2 separate regions of the Macaca mulatta genome follow, and region 2 is linked to region 1. Evidence: chromatin contacts called from public Hi-C data. All regions are on one chromosome and are shown on one strand. The core of a region is the stretch at or near the end of the contact, and the rest is flanking DNA. Distances in the headings are between cores, read along the strand shown. Region 1 overlaps MYO5C (myosin VC). Region 2 has its middle 18 kb from the start of ATOSA.

Evidence for each region. A called contact is a pair of places that touch in the nucleus more often than the background predicts.
Region 2: a contact with region 1 is called in a Hi-C map of CD4 T cells, with 6 times the contacts expected there. The contact joins two enhancer-like sites. A contact is called at or near these places in 7 of 14 Hi-C or Micro-C datasets (CD4 T cells, blood, cortical neurons and 4 more).

The regions. Positions count from the first base shown.
Region 1 is chr7:29,559,224-29,566,331 of T2T-MMU8v2.0, forward strand. MYO5C (myosin VC) reads right to left here. Exons shown (of 41, transcript XM_077939413.1): 9 at 6,529-6,635; 10 at 3,214-3,479. Among named protein-coding and RNA genes, the nearest start is that of MYO5C, 34 kb to the right of the region's middle. Within about 2 kb of position 4,353, at least 15 of the 40 cell types and tissues checked have an H3K27ac peak or open chromatin away from gene starts, as enhancers often do. A contact at or near this core is called in CD4 T cells, where this site is marked.
Region 2 is chr7:30,029,044-30,036,151 of T2T-MMU8v2.0, forward strand. No RefSeq gene overlaps it. Among named protein-coding and RNA genes, the nearest start is that of ATOSA, 18 kb to the left of the region's middle. Within about 2 kb of position 2,693, at least 3 of the 40 cell types and tissues checked have an H3K27ac peak or open chromatin away from gene starts, as enhancers often do. A contact at or near this core is called in CD4 T cells, where this site is marked.

The sequences.
Region 1 (7,108 bases), core at 3,103-5,602:
CCTTAACCCTAACACAGCCCGATGTGAAGGGCTCCTGTGGCTCCACTGTCACACACGAGGGTCAGAGAAGGAGTGACCATGGTGAGGACCAACAGCCAGCAAGTGGTGCCAGAAATGCAATTCGACCCCAGTGCTTGGTGCCTCTAAAGCTTTGTTCTTAATCACCCTAATCCTGAGAGGTTCCTGCCAGCTCCTACCACGGGTTCCCTGGGAGTCTCACTTGACTGAGCTGGTTTGGCTCAATCTGGGATTCCTGGGCAGGGTAAGAACCTGGACTGTCCTCTAGGCAGCTCCAGGGTGACGCATAGCAGCTCGAACGGCCCCATTCCACACGCAGCCTTGGTGGCTCAGAGATTTGGGGGCTGGTCTGCTCATGGAAGCAAGGCCAGGGCTGGGCCTAGGGGAGATTCAAAAGGGTCTCACTGCGCTCTGCAGCTCACAGCTGGGGCCAAGGGCAGGGCTTTCTAGAACCTGGCAAAATGTCAAATATCAACGCATTATTTGGGGGCACAAAGAACTGAAGTTTAGGACCTATGGAAAGACCTAGATCTGTGACTTAAAATGCTAAAGGCACGTTGACTATGGTAACACTTCACATTGGATCCATGCTTATGGTTTTCAAGGTACCTGTATACCTTCCATCTCGTCTTCAAAATCACCCTGCAAGAGAGGCCCCATCTTGTAGATGCAGAAACTGAGGCTTGGAGAGGTTCTGTGACTTTCTTGGGGTCACGTAACTGGTATGCTATGGAGCTCACTCCGAGGGGTCTGACCCCCAGACCCAGGCTTTTCCAACTCTGGGTCCAAAGAACATAACACACGACAGGCCGGGGAGTCACCAGCCTTCGTCCGCTCTCAGCTTAGACCTGGAAGCTCATAGCCTCAGCTTTACTTGCTTTCAAAGATGCTAACTGTTCCTTTGAAGCTTCCTTATTTCCCAGTCAAAATGAGCTTTCTCAAAAGTTGCAGGTACGCCTGGGCGAGGGTTAGCCTAGAAGTGAGGCTGCTGGAGGGGGCGGGAAGGGCTTGGCCCCGGGCTGCAGCCCTGCTGCCTAGAGGAAAGCTGATTTTTTTGGAGGCGTCTCATGAACTCAAGGGTGGCAGCAAAGAGGCTGTTGTTAGAATTTTTGAGAGGAATCTTAAAATAATTTATTCTAACAAGTCTTTGAGAATTTATAAATACTCATCTCAGGTTTTTCCACATAGTTGAAAAATTCAAATTCCTTATTACAGTGGTGCTGGATCCTGCCTGGGGGCCAACATCCAGCTTGCTACTCCTTGCACACGGCTGCCCCTGCTCTGTCCCCACCCCCTGCTAACCTCCAGCACACCTTCCTCCCTTCCCAGGACTCATCCCAACCTCTACTGCCGGCCTGCCGCCCTCACCAGTCTCGGTCCCACGGCGGCAGGAGCCGTGTGTCTGTGCTGTTCAACCATTGCCTCCAACACAGTGCCTGGGATATAAACATCTGTTAGATAAAAATATGAAATAATGGCCGGGCGCGGTGGCTCACGCCTGTAATCCCAGCATTTTGGGAGGCCGAGGTGGACAGGTCGCAAGGTCAGGAGATTGAGACCATCCTGGCTAATACTGTGAAACGCCATAGCTACTAAAAATACAAAAAATTAGCCAGGCGTGGTGGCAGGTGCCTGTAGTCCCAACTACCGGGGAGGCTGAGGCAGGAGAATCGCTTGAACCTGGGAGGATGAGGTTGCAGTGAGCTGAGATGGTGCCACTGCACTCCAGCCTAGGCGACAGAGCAAGACTCTGTCTCAAAAAAAAAAAAAAAAAAAAAAGAAATACACTCTTAAAATAAAGGACTGCCATTTAAAAATACATTTTTAAAACGCCCAAAAGAACAGGGAATAACAGAACAATTACATATTTCCACCACAGTGAAACAGGACTATTTTTAATGACGACTATCCACTTTTAAAAGTTCACTTAAGCTTTTACTGGCTGCTCAAACACTTTCTTGGAACAAGACAAGGTAAATAATTGACTAGACTATCCCAGTAATGTATTAAGCATTTTATAACTGTTGACATGTACTATGAATTGGGAGCCATACGTATTAACGTAGGATCTAAATTAAACAAAGCAACTCCCTTGAGGCACTGTCTCCCATTTGACAGCTATGGGAAAAGCTGCCTCTCCACCTGGGTGCAAGTCCAACAGCGTGGCGTGGCCCTGTCCCGCTCCTCCCCAGGAGGCAGCAGCAGGGCCAGGAAGGCCAGGGCTGGGCTCTCCCCTTTGCATGGGGAATAGGGTTGAGCTGCTTTTTGCCAGGGTGTGGGGGAAGATCCCCCAATCCAGGTGGAACACTCCACGATGCCTTTCACGGGTCAATCTTCCCCCTTCTCCTGCTAAGAAACCAGGGTGGGTCCCAGGAGAGGGGCAAGGGCTGGGCACTGGGGCCAGGTGCTGAGAAAAGCCTGAGGGATAACAATCTCTGCGGAGCCCTCCATGCCAGCTTCCACTCTGGTTACTCCCCAGCAGTTTCAGCATGAGCTGGGCCTGGGGTTTAGAGAAGGAGGACCAGGCAGAGACAATGAAAAAGAACCCAATTCCAGGATGGGATGAAGGGTAAGACCTCCTGGAGGAGGGCTGGGGAAAATCCAAGACCTTCTCACCCGAGAACGGAAAATGATTGGGGTGGGGGGTGGCTGATCAGAGACCTGGGTTCAGTCCACCTCTGGCCGCTGGGCTTGGGCAACGTGCAGGCCTAGATGACTTGTCATCCCCTCTGATTTGAATGGGAAGGGACCCCGGGGCTCCACACCTCAGGGGCCTTTGGTGGGAAAAGCAGAAGCAGGAGCCTCACAACTGTGCTGGCTTTTCCCACCAGTGGAGCAACTGTGACCAAGTTATTGAGTCTTTCTAAGCCTTGGTTGTTGCAGGTCTAAAATGGGGATAGTTATGAGGTTGCTTAAGAATTAAGTGAGAAAGCTCAGGGAAGTCAGGCAGCCTCAGAGCTGGCACACAGTAAGCTCTTAACGCCAGTCATTACTAATTCAGCATCTCTTTAATGCACTTTAAATAAACGGCACCATAGCCCAATAGAGTGTACTTAGCATCTATAGGGGCAAAAGCAGAGAGTGTTATCTTTCTAATCATGTGAAATACAAAGGAACCAGAACAAAATAATCTAAAAACCACATGGTTCTCAACATTTAAAGGAGGAAAGACGGGCTCACTGAAGAGAATCTTACCCATAAATGTCCAAAACACCAATAAAAGTGTGCTGCTTGCCTGAAAACTGCAACGCTTGGTTAATTCTCTCCACAATGAAGTCGAACAGGTGAGCATAGATCTTTTTGGCCAGTGCATCCCTGGCGTTGACAGCCTGAGGCCTGGTCATGGGTTTTACCACCGTCTCAGAGCTCGTGACGATTTTGCGATTGCACAGCCACTGAGCAACTCTGCCACTCTCCAGGCCCAGGAGCTCACAGAACACCTTCAGGTGACTGTCATCCTCCTTCAAAAACAAGCACAAGCCCCGTCAGGTGGCCCAGCCATCCAAAGCCACACAAACCCACCCGGCCCAGGCCCCTGTGCCCACACTCAGGCCTGTGCAAGAGCTGACTAGTAGCTGGCACAAGGATGTCCAGGCCTCAGGAGGTGGAGACAGACCTGGGAGGAGAGCAAGAGGGCTGCACCGGCACGGGTCCTGCACCTGGCCCTTGGAGGACCACCCCTGCAGCAATGCCGGGGAGTCCAGGGCTGCATCCCACACTGATTTTTCATGTTCACCAAAGAATGCCCGCGGTGACTAAGGCCATGGAGGCCATCCTCCCTAGACCCCGGCCTGTTCCTGTGGATGTGGATGCAGTCCCTCTCTCTTCCCTTTGTACCATCCTGGGCCACTTGTCAGAGTGTGCACTCACCCTGCCCCACCTCGTGCGGCCAGGGGTTTGCCTGGATGATGGCCCAGGAGGTACCTGGGTGTTGCTGCCAGGCAGAAACTGGTGCGGTTCCCGTGGCTGAGCTAGTGCCTCAGCTGACATGAGGCCTGGGGTGGGACTTTTCCTGCATGCACAAAGTGAAATCTTGCTTCTCCCCCAAGCCCGGGCATGAGAGCTGCCCCGCTGGTCAGCAGATGAAAAGAGGGAAGAGGTGCTCCCATTTCCCTTCAGCCGGTGTGGACAAAGGGCTCCTGTCCTCAGGCGAGGATGTGACTCCCAGCTCCTCTCTCAGTCAGGAGAACTCCCAAGGCAGGCTCCCCTGCGGGCACCATTCCAGCCCACCAGGACACCCACGTGATTGCACTAAAAAGCCTCAGGACACAGTGGAGGAAGCCATGGAAACAGCCCTGCCCCTCCCTGCGCTCTACCCACACCCCTGCAGACCAGCATCACAGTAACACAGAGCTGGCTTTGACGTGCCTGACCTCATAAGGGAGGGGACTGGCAGAGGCATTTGGTTTCCTTCCTTCTAAGAACGAACGAAACCTTCTGAGTCAAAAACAATTCAGCTGCAGGTGCTGCTATGGGAAAAAAATGCAAAGGGCAGCAGCTTTTCAGAAAGTCAGACGGCTTTGTCCAAATTTAACGTGTCTAACATTTCAAGTTCCTGATACAAATGGGTGGAAATGGATCCCAAATCTAGGACCAATAATTATAGGACTGGGAATTTTCCACAGATATTCTTAGAACACAGAAAGGATTTTCTGCCAGTCAATGTTAATTCTTCCTCCAAAATGCTACCTTCACAACAAGCTTCATGGGAGAGGGCTCAGTGTGGTGGCATTTGTTGGGCAGAAATCACATTTTTAGTCTTTGGGGGTTTAGGGGGAAAAGGGCAGAAGCCCAGCTTCTCTGAGGTAACTAAGCAAAGAAACAGAGGGACCTGCCACTTCAGACACACCAGACTCTCCCCCAGGCCTCTCGTCACTTCTCTCCCTGCTTTCCCACTTGGGGAACTGACTCATTCTGGGAGGTCTGCACACCGCGGGGGGATGGGAGGGGTGCTGAGGTGAAAGCTGGAGGAGAAGAAGGAGAACTACTTCCTGGTCACGGCAACAGGCCTAAAACGCCGAGCCCAGGAGCTCATGCTCCACTCAGCTCTGCCCTCTCCCCAAACCGTTGGTAGCAGACAGCCAAGAACTCACCGGGTACACAAAATGATCAACTATTCCCATCGGTTATTTGAGGGACATGAAAATAGACATGGTTACGGACTGAATATTTGTGTCCCTCCAAAACTCAGATGTTGAAGTCCTAACCCCCAACGTGACAGTATTTGGAGATAGGGCCTTTGGGAGGTAATCGGGGTTGGCGAACGTCGAGAGGGTGAGGCCTGCCATGATGGGATTAGTGTTCTCGTAAGTGGCATCACAGTGTCTGCTCTCTCTCCACGAGGACGCAATGAGAAGGTGGCTGTCTAGGAGCCAGGAAGTCCTCACCAGAACCGAGCAGGCTGACGCTCTGCTCTCAGACTTCCAGCCTCTAGAACTGTGAGAAAACAAATGTCTATTGTTGAAGCCAGTCAGCCTGTGGCATTTGGATATGGCATTCTGAGTTGACTAGGACAGACATGTCACTGTTAATGCAAAGCTTTAAAGGTAGGCAGATTCTGTGTTTCATAGAAACATTTTTTACTTGTGTTTGTTTTCTTCTTTACACGGACATTGATGAGACTAATTAAACACATACCCCTCCCCCAAGAATCACTACTCATAGTATGTGTCAGAGAAGAAACACACATTAAATTAACTTGTGTCCATTAAAGAAATCTATCACAAAACTTACAACACATTCCCAGGAAGCCAGCACCACTGACGTCTGAGTCAAGCAGGTGTAAGGAGGTAGTGAGTGTCCTTCTGCTGAAAACTACCCAGCGTCCTTAAGGTCCTACGTGGTGTGCCATCCCCCTTCTCCCTCTGGTCTCATCCACACCCTCCCTGTCACTCACCCTCTGGATACATGGACCTTCCTGCTGTATCTCAAATGACATCTTCTGCCTGGGAGTTTCCGCACTTGCTGTTCTTCCCCCATCCACAGGTACAACCTGCTTCTTCATCCCCTTCAGGCCGCTGCCCACCACCGCCTTCCCGGAAAGGCTTTCTCTGACCACCCCACATGAAAGGCACGGCCCCTCCGCATGCCCCCTCTGCTTTACTTTCCTCTGTGCCAGCCGTCACCAGCTGCCGGAGATCATATTTGCTTGTTGTGTCTCCTCCCTACCCCGATCATAAGCTCTCTGAAGGGCTTCTTGCTTTGTGTCGTTCACTGCTGTTTCCCCAGATGCTATGACTGTCCGTGGCACTTAGTAGGTGCTGCATACGGACTTGTTGAATAAAAGAAAAACACACAGAAGACACATTTCCCCTCCTCTACTGTTGCAAGGGGAGGAGGCTTTACTCCTTGAAGGCAACCCCTGGAAACCCTTGCCGCCGGCTTCCTGCTAAACCAGTCTACCCAGGAGGCCATCTATGCCTGCTGCTAAAAAGCAAAGGCAGGCCAGCTGCGAACCGGTTCCACTATGACCCTCGGACAAAGGAAAAGTAAAACAAATGAGCATCTCACACTAACTGAGGACCTCTCGTTGCCCACCGCGGTGATCTGCACGTTGCCCAGATGTAGGATGGCTGCCAGGATTTTAAAAATGTCCATCTGAAAATCCTCCTTGAAACCTGAAAACAAACATTTTCCCAGATTAGGAATACTGCCTCTCTTCTCTGACTAGTAAGATGGGCACCTGGATTCATTCGAGATATGCAGGTCGCATCAGTGCCAAGCTCTGGGACAGGAACGTGAAGTGGACCCAGGGGCCTCTGGTGCACTATTCCTTCTAGTCGACCTCTGTAGACACACGTCATATGTGTCTACACACAGGTTTTCCCTGTGCCATGCCTGCTAGGAAGTTCAACACAAAAATTAATACCCGAGTAACCGTTTCACTTCAGGTTCCTCAGAGAGTCGTCCTGCCTTGATTCTGTGCTTGATTTTGAACGTTTTTCACTTTTCTTTTTGCTCACAAGCTCTCTGAATCCGTGAATTATTTTCTAGGTGGGATTGCTGGAGGGATGCCATTTGCCCCTCCAGATCGTCTGCTCTCTGCCCCAGGGGACTTGGTATAAACCAAGGCGATGGCCTTTCATGCCCT
Region 2 (7,108 bases), core at 1,443-3,942, 470 kb after region 1:
CAAGCAGACTAATACAGCCTCCATAGGGCAGTTCGTTAGGGTTTGCCCTTAGGGTAACTGCAGCTTTCCTGTATACCTACTATTCCTCATTTGGATTCAGCTCATATTTTCATCCCTGCCCCTGGGAAATTCCCCTTACTTCCTACAAGCTCACGGATGCAAATAAAAGTATGTTTCCATGCAGGTTGTTCTGTTGGGGTATGTATTCAGAGTATCTGGTCTGCCACACTGCCTGAAGTGCCTTAGAGTCCACTGCTTCCTTAAGTGCTGATTTCACTCTTCTTTCTTCTGTGATACCTTCCTGAGAAATCTTCTCCCACGGGAGTACTTCCCTCCTTAAACTCTTAGCACTTCCTTAATGCATTATTTATTGTCACTTAGGCTACCTTAGAATTAGTCACCGGCTGGGTGCTGTGGCTCACACCTGTAATCCCAGCACTTTGGGAGGTCGAGGTGGGCAGATCACCTGAGGTCAGAAGTTCTAGACCAGCCTGGCCAACATGGTGAAACACCGTCTCTACAAAAATTAAAAATTAGCCCTGATGACGGGTGCCTGTAATCCCAGCTACTGGGGAAGCTGAGGCGGGAGAAGTGCTTGAACCCTGGAGAGGGAGGTTGCAGTGAATTGAGATCACGCCATTGCACTGAGGCCTGGGAGACAGAGCAAGACTCTGTCTCAAAAAAAAAAAAAAAAAATTAGTTACCAACTATTTCCTTGAAAACAGAGGTCAGTTCTTACACCTGTTCCCTCATGCAGCTCATAGGACAATCCTAGACACAGTGTGTGCTGATTTCATGTTTCTGGAATGAGGGAATATAAAATAAAAAACCAGGAGTCAGAAACCTGTTCCTTGTTAGTATGACATTAAAAAGACTGCATGAACCATAGAGGTGATTGTGGATGTTAAGTGGTCCAAACTTTTTTTTTTTTTTTTTTTTTTTTTGAGACGGAGTCTCGCTGGTCGCCCAGGCTAGAGTGCAGTGGCCTGATCTCGGCTCACTGCGAGCTCCGCCTCCCGGGGTCGCGCCATTCTCCTGCCTCGGCCTCCCGAGTAGCTGGGACTACAGGCGCCCGCCGCCACGCCCGGCTAGTTTTTTGTATTTTTGGTAGAGACAGGGTTTCACCAAGTTAGTCAGGATGGTCTGGATCTCCTGACCTCGTGATCCACCCGCCTCGGCCTCCCAAAGTGCTAGGATTACAGGCGTGAGCCACCGCGCCCGGTCCCAAACATGTTTTAACAACAAAGAGATCACATCTCAGGCCGGATTCACAGGGAGCCTTTGGGTAGTTAATGAGAGACCTTTCATTATTGGTCAGAAACACCCCTGAAGGGAAATGAAAATTAAAGGCATCAGGTCAGTAATCCTCATTTGTTTAGCAAGTTCTGATCTGCCTGAGAAACAGCAAAAATAATGGAAACTAAATTTATCTTGCACTGCCTCAAACCGGAAAGGAAAACACAGTCACCTGTTGGGACTCATTTGCATTCTATTTGGTAATGGTTTCCAGATTCCTCTTCCAATTAAAAAGCAGGGCAGAAGAACCAAGATTGTTTAGTTAAGTCTGTTTGGTAATAGTTATTAGACCATAACTACATAAAGTCACTTACAATAAGGGATCAGAGTCTGTAAATGAATTCTGATTTAAAAAATTAGTGAGATTTCAGGGTTCTGCAATTAATTGGGTCGTTTCATTTTGCTGAAGAAATAAAAAGGAATGAAGTGCAAAACAAATATTTAATGGTCATATAGCCACATGGTCATAATAATTTTATTATATTACAGTTTCTTTCTTTTTTCTTTTTGAGATGGAGTCTCACTCTGTTGCCAAGTTGGAGTGCAGTGGTGCGATCTCGGACCACTGCAACCTCCGCCTCCCGCGTTCAAGCAATTCTTGGGGTTTCATTTTTAAAAAACTAACACATGAATCCCAGTCAGGAAGAAGAGGGACGATGAGTAGTTAGGAAGCTGAAGGGGTAGAAAGAGGAGAATAGAGATTTAAAATGCAGAGACCACAGCAGAGAGGTGTCGGCTTCCAAGGCTACTTTTTTGAGGTGACTCAGAAATCTGGAAGTGGCCCTCCTCCCTCCCAGCCCCAAAGGGCTTCTTGAGGGGTTCCAACAAGCATTTGGAGTCTGGACAGCTATAAACTGTATCCCCTGTCCCTGCCTTGCAACTAGGTGTATTCTATATCCATGATATAAGAGAAGCCTATTCTTTATTGACTGAGAGACTGCTAGGAGGTCAGGATTATTCTTAGACCAGTTTGAACCCCAAAAACTTAGACTGAATTTGATTTAGATTCTTGAACAGGCTCCAGTTTCTGAAAGGATCGCATAGTCTTGTAATCAGAATGCTGGTGGTTTCTGTAGACGTATCATCCTGTTGCCTTTCTTTTTTAACCAAACTCACTACCTGCTTAAGTTTAGCCTTCTTTTCTCTTTATGGAAGGGACAGTTATCTCCAAATGGGTCTAAACTCAAGTTACTTTCTAGCCCGGCACTTGCTCAGCTGGTAGCTTGTGGGGATATATTTACTTAAGTGTCTGCATCTTCTTCTGTTAATCAGTTCTGCATATCAACATCCCTCCACTCCTTCTTTTGGTGAGAGAAAAATCCACCCTCCCCAAATCTACAAAGGCTCTGCATAGCACACATGCTTCCACTTTTGTCCTCTCCTCACAGACGGCATGATCCATTTCCTGTTGACTTGGTTTGTCTCATGCACGCGCCATTAGATCTTATGACTAACGCATGCCACCTTCTGAAGAGAACCTAAATAACCTACCTGTAATTCTAGTTCTTTTGTAATAGACCCAAATCTGGTTTCTCTTCCTGGTCTAGTTAAGGCAAATGCTATGGAGGTAATTTTTCTATCCCCTTCCCTAAGGATGTGAGGGTAAGGTTAGCGACCCACCGCTGCGCTGCACTTCTGCTTCAGAAGCAAAAGAAAGACAATAGCCAAAGGGTTACTGGAGAAGCAAAATATATATATATATTTTTTAATTTATTTTTTTTTGAGACGGAGTCTCGCTCTGTCGCCCGGCCTGGAGTGTAGTGGCCGGATCTCAGCTCACTGCAAGCTCCGCCTCCCGGGTTTAGCCATTCTCCTGCCTCAGCCTCCCGAGTAGCTGGGACTACGGGCGCCTGCCACCTCGCCCGGCTAGTTTTTTGTATTTTTTAGTAGAGACGGGGTTTCACCGTGTTAGCCAGCATGGTCTCGATCTCCTGACCTCGTGATCCGCCCGTCTCGGCCTCCCAAAGTGCTGGGATTACAGGCTTGAGCCACTGCGCCCGGCCTGGAGAAGCAAAATAAATAGTTTTCACTTATTACAGCTTTTGTGGTCCAATTCTCCAAGGTGCATAAAACCAGCACACTGAGATAGGGCCAATGAGTCTAAGTGTTATATCGTGGCTTTCTTGTCTCATAGTACACCCCGGAGAATACCTGAAACCCTGTGTAAGCCAACACCAAGGTTAAAAATACCTCTCTCTCCTCTGGCTGGGGGAGAGAGTAGGCTTCACCTTGTAGAGGGACAGTAAAGGCCATAGCCACACTTGCTTGACTAGGACATTCTCTTGCTGGAGACCTGCCCAAATACAAGTATAGCCCACCAAACAATTTCTCCCAGAAGCATGGTTGGTTCCTTCTTGAACTGTCATCATGACTTCAGAAATGTTGGGAAGGGCTTTCTTCTAGCAAAAACTACCTCCTCTGCCTTAATAGCCAGAGAGTCAGCCACCTGAAATTCTTTTCCCTAAAAAAAAAAAACAAAAAAAAAGAGGCAGAGTCTTGCTATATTGCCCAGGGTGGTCTTGAACTCCTGCTTTCAAGTGATCTTCCCGCCTAGTCCTCCCAAAGTCCTGGGATTACAGATGTGAGCCACCCCACTTGGCCAGCCACCTGAAATTCTATCAGGGACAGATTCCTTTAGCTGAAGTCATGTTCGAATGTAATCCTCCCAAGAATGGTAACATTATCTATCAATGTATGAAACAAAACAACTTGTGGTTATTGAAAAAGTCATATGTGCATATAGTAAAACAAAATTCAAATAGTACAAAAGGGTGTATAGCTGGGCACAGTGACTCATGCCTGTAATCCCAGCGCTTTGGGAGGCTGAGGCAGGAGGGTCACTTGAAGCTACGAGTTCAAGACCAGGGCAAAAAGCAAGACCCCTGACTCTACAAAAAGCAAAAATGAGCTCAGCATGGTGGCGCGTGCCTATGGTCCCAGCTACTCAGGAGGCTGAAGTGACCTATGACTCCACCACTGTACTCCAGCCTGTACCGTGGAGTTAGACCCTGTCTCTAAAGAAAAAAAAAAAAAAAGAGTATACATTAAAATTAGTCTTCTTTCTCCCCAGTACCCTCAGTACCCCAGTTATTCCCCGTCTCTCCAACCCCCATCTCCCAGCAATCATACTCAGCAGCCTTATCTGGGCTTCCTGAAATATTCTGTACATTTTCAGGCATATGTATAATATATGCCCCTTTATAGCCCTCCCTCTTTTTGCCTCCTTGCTTTTGCTCCAAGGGTAACTTAGCACTTGGAGAGGGATTTCATCCTTCTCAGCAGCTGCCCTGTGTTCCGTGGTCACCACAACAGAGGGCAGAAGCTGACCTGGCTCAAGGATGATCGAGAGGCTCAATATTTCCTTCAACAAACAAACAAAAAAATGCCAAGGTCACCTTAAGGTGGCTTGCTTTAGTAAGACGTAAGCTCATAAAACAGTCTTTAGTCAATGAAACCTGGTAAAATATTTTGGGAGTAAGTTAAGTTTCACCATGAGAAGTGCTTATAAACTTTGAGAGCGAGGTAGAGCTTCACACAGCCAGCCTTCTTCTACCTGAATATGTTGCTGCTACTCCTGCTTTTGTCCCTTATGGGTTTAGGGTGCAGGTAGAGACCAGGCAGAGCAGTTGTGAAAGTAGAAGGGGTTGGACCTTGCCCAGAACGAGGGGTGAGATCAGGGTAGGGGTGTAAGTTAAAAATAAAGACAGACAAATCCATTTCCCAGGAGAACACAGGGGAGTTTCCTGTAGAAGCCTGAAGCATTCTGATTTCTATATAAAACATTTCATGTTTGTGACTTACTTGATTCTAAGGTTGGAGTTAAGTAGACTCCATCCATATAATGAATAAGTAAGTAGGTTTTGTGTTTCATGAGATTAAGATAAATGTGGTCTAATTGAGCAGTACCAGTTTCATACATGTTTGATACTTTATATAACTTGTATAATTATCATTTATGTCACTCAGCTTTTCCGTGTGACACTTTCTCCATTTATAAGATACACTTAGAATTCTGTCAGTTTAGAAATTTTTACCTGAATCTCAAACTTTTAGATTTAACTTCCAGGTTACAAAAACATGAAAGAATAGAGAAAAAGCTAAATAACATCACTAAGAAACCATTAGACACATCCAGGAGGCCTGCCATTTGGCAGGTCAACTGATGCCATGTCAACAGTCAGTAGCATGACAGAAAGAGACTGTTAGAGATTGAGAGACTATAGGGACATTAAAAAACAGATGCAATGTATCATCTTGTATTGGATCTTACTTTAGACAAACCAAGTATAAAGGACATTTTCAGGACAATTTGGGAAATTTGAGTTTTAATTAGGAATTATACATTAAAGAATATAATTATTTTATTTAATTCTTCCCCAGAAAATCCTTATGCAGAAAGGATTATAATCATACCATTTGGCTAAATGTAAAAATGTTATTTTGACTCTAAAAAAAGTTTTATTTGCAAAAGATGTACCCTGAAGTTAAAAAAATGGTGTTTTTCCTCCCCTTGAACTTTGAGTTCTTAAAATAAAGGTTACCAGACCAGGATAAACATGGCTGTGCTACGTTTTCATTTTTGTGTTGGTTGCTCAGAAGCAAGTGTCATTATTAACAACTGGGATGGGGTGTGTGGAGGGGAAATTACAGCTAATCAAAATGTTTGCAGCCATACACGGCTGTCTTTCTTGAGTTACCTCTTTGTGGGTATTGAGTTCTTGTATTAAGTTTTGCACCATCAGCAGGGCAGGACATGTGTTATGTAAAGCCAGGGTTCTTGCATCACAGTATTCAAGCCCTCTTACCCAGATCCTATCACATTCAGCTGCAGATGTAGCAAGAAGTTCCAAAGAAAGAAAGAAAGAAAGAAAAGAAAAAAAAAGCGTGTCCCAGGACTACAACCTGCACTCTGGGTCTCAGTATATTATGAATTAAAGAGAACAATAAAGACTCCCTGTTGGGTGGGAAGGCAGAGGTAAGTCACTTGGGGCTTCAGGGCCCTCCAAGCATAGAAACCTCAGAATCCTGTCTGAGTCTCCCCTTTCTAAGAATCCTTCCTCAGGAGGAACCAGTGAGAAGAACCAACTATTATCTGGGCACTCCAGCTTCCTGGGCTGGAAGATTTGGACTAGACCTTGAGGTTCCTATAGAGGCAGCTGCCCTCAGTGGCCCCCAACCTGAGCCTGGACCTGAGAGTCAGGAACAGCTCCCATTAGAACTGCCTCTTTAAGCTCATTCCTGTCTGTCCTAATATCCCTCAAGCCGAGGCCCCAGGGATCCCTGCTGGATTCTGGCTGATTCAGAAGGCCGTGTCCTACACATCCTTCCAAGCGGCTGCTCTGCTGAGTGGGCTGGGAGGAGGTGCAGCCTGCTGGGCAGTGAGCATTGACTGAGTATTCTGATAGCGCTGGGGAGCTCTCTGAGCAGGCACCACATGCCCATCTCTCCATTAGCCGTAGGCTATGGATTAGGAGTGGTAGAAAGGATATCTTTAAATAGATTTCTTTGTTTGTTTGTTTGCTTTGAGGCCTAGTGATTGAGGTCACTCTGGGAAAAGCTTCAGGAAGCTCTGGTCAGAAACTTTGGGTTTTACATTTCACAACCATTATCCTTCCACTGGGGGAAAGAAAAGGTTAGTTGGGGGGTGGGGGGTAGAGAAACGAGGACCAGAAGTTCCCAGCCTAGGAAAATCAGAATATGAAACATTATTGAAATACATATTAATATTTCATATGTCTTAGTCATGGCTGGGAGGGTTCGGCCTAGTTGGCAAACTCAGCTTTATCAGGGAATCCTTGGTATCTGCTGCTGA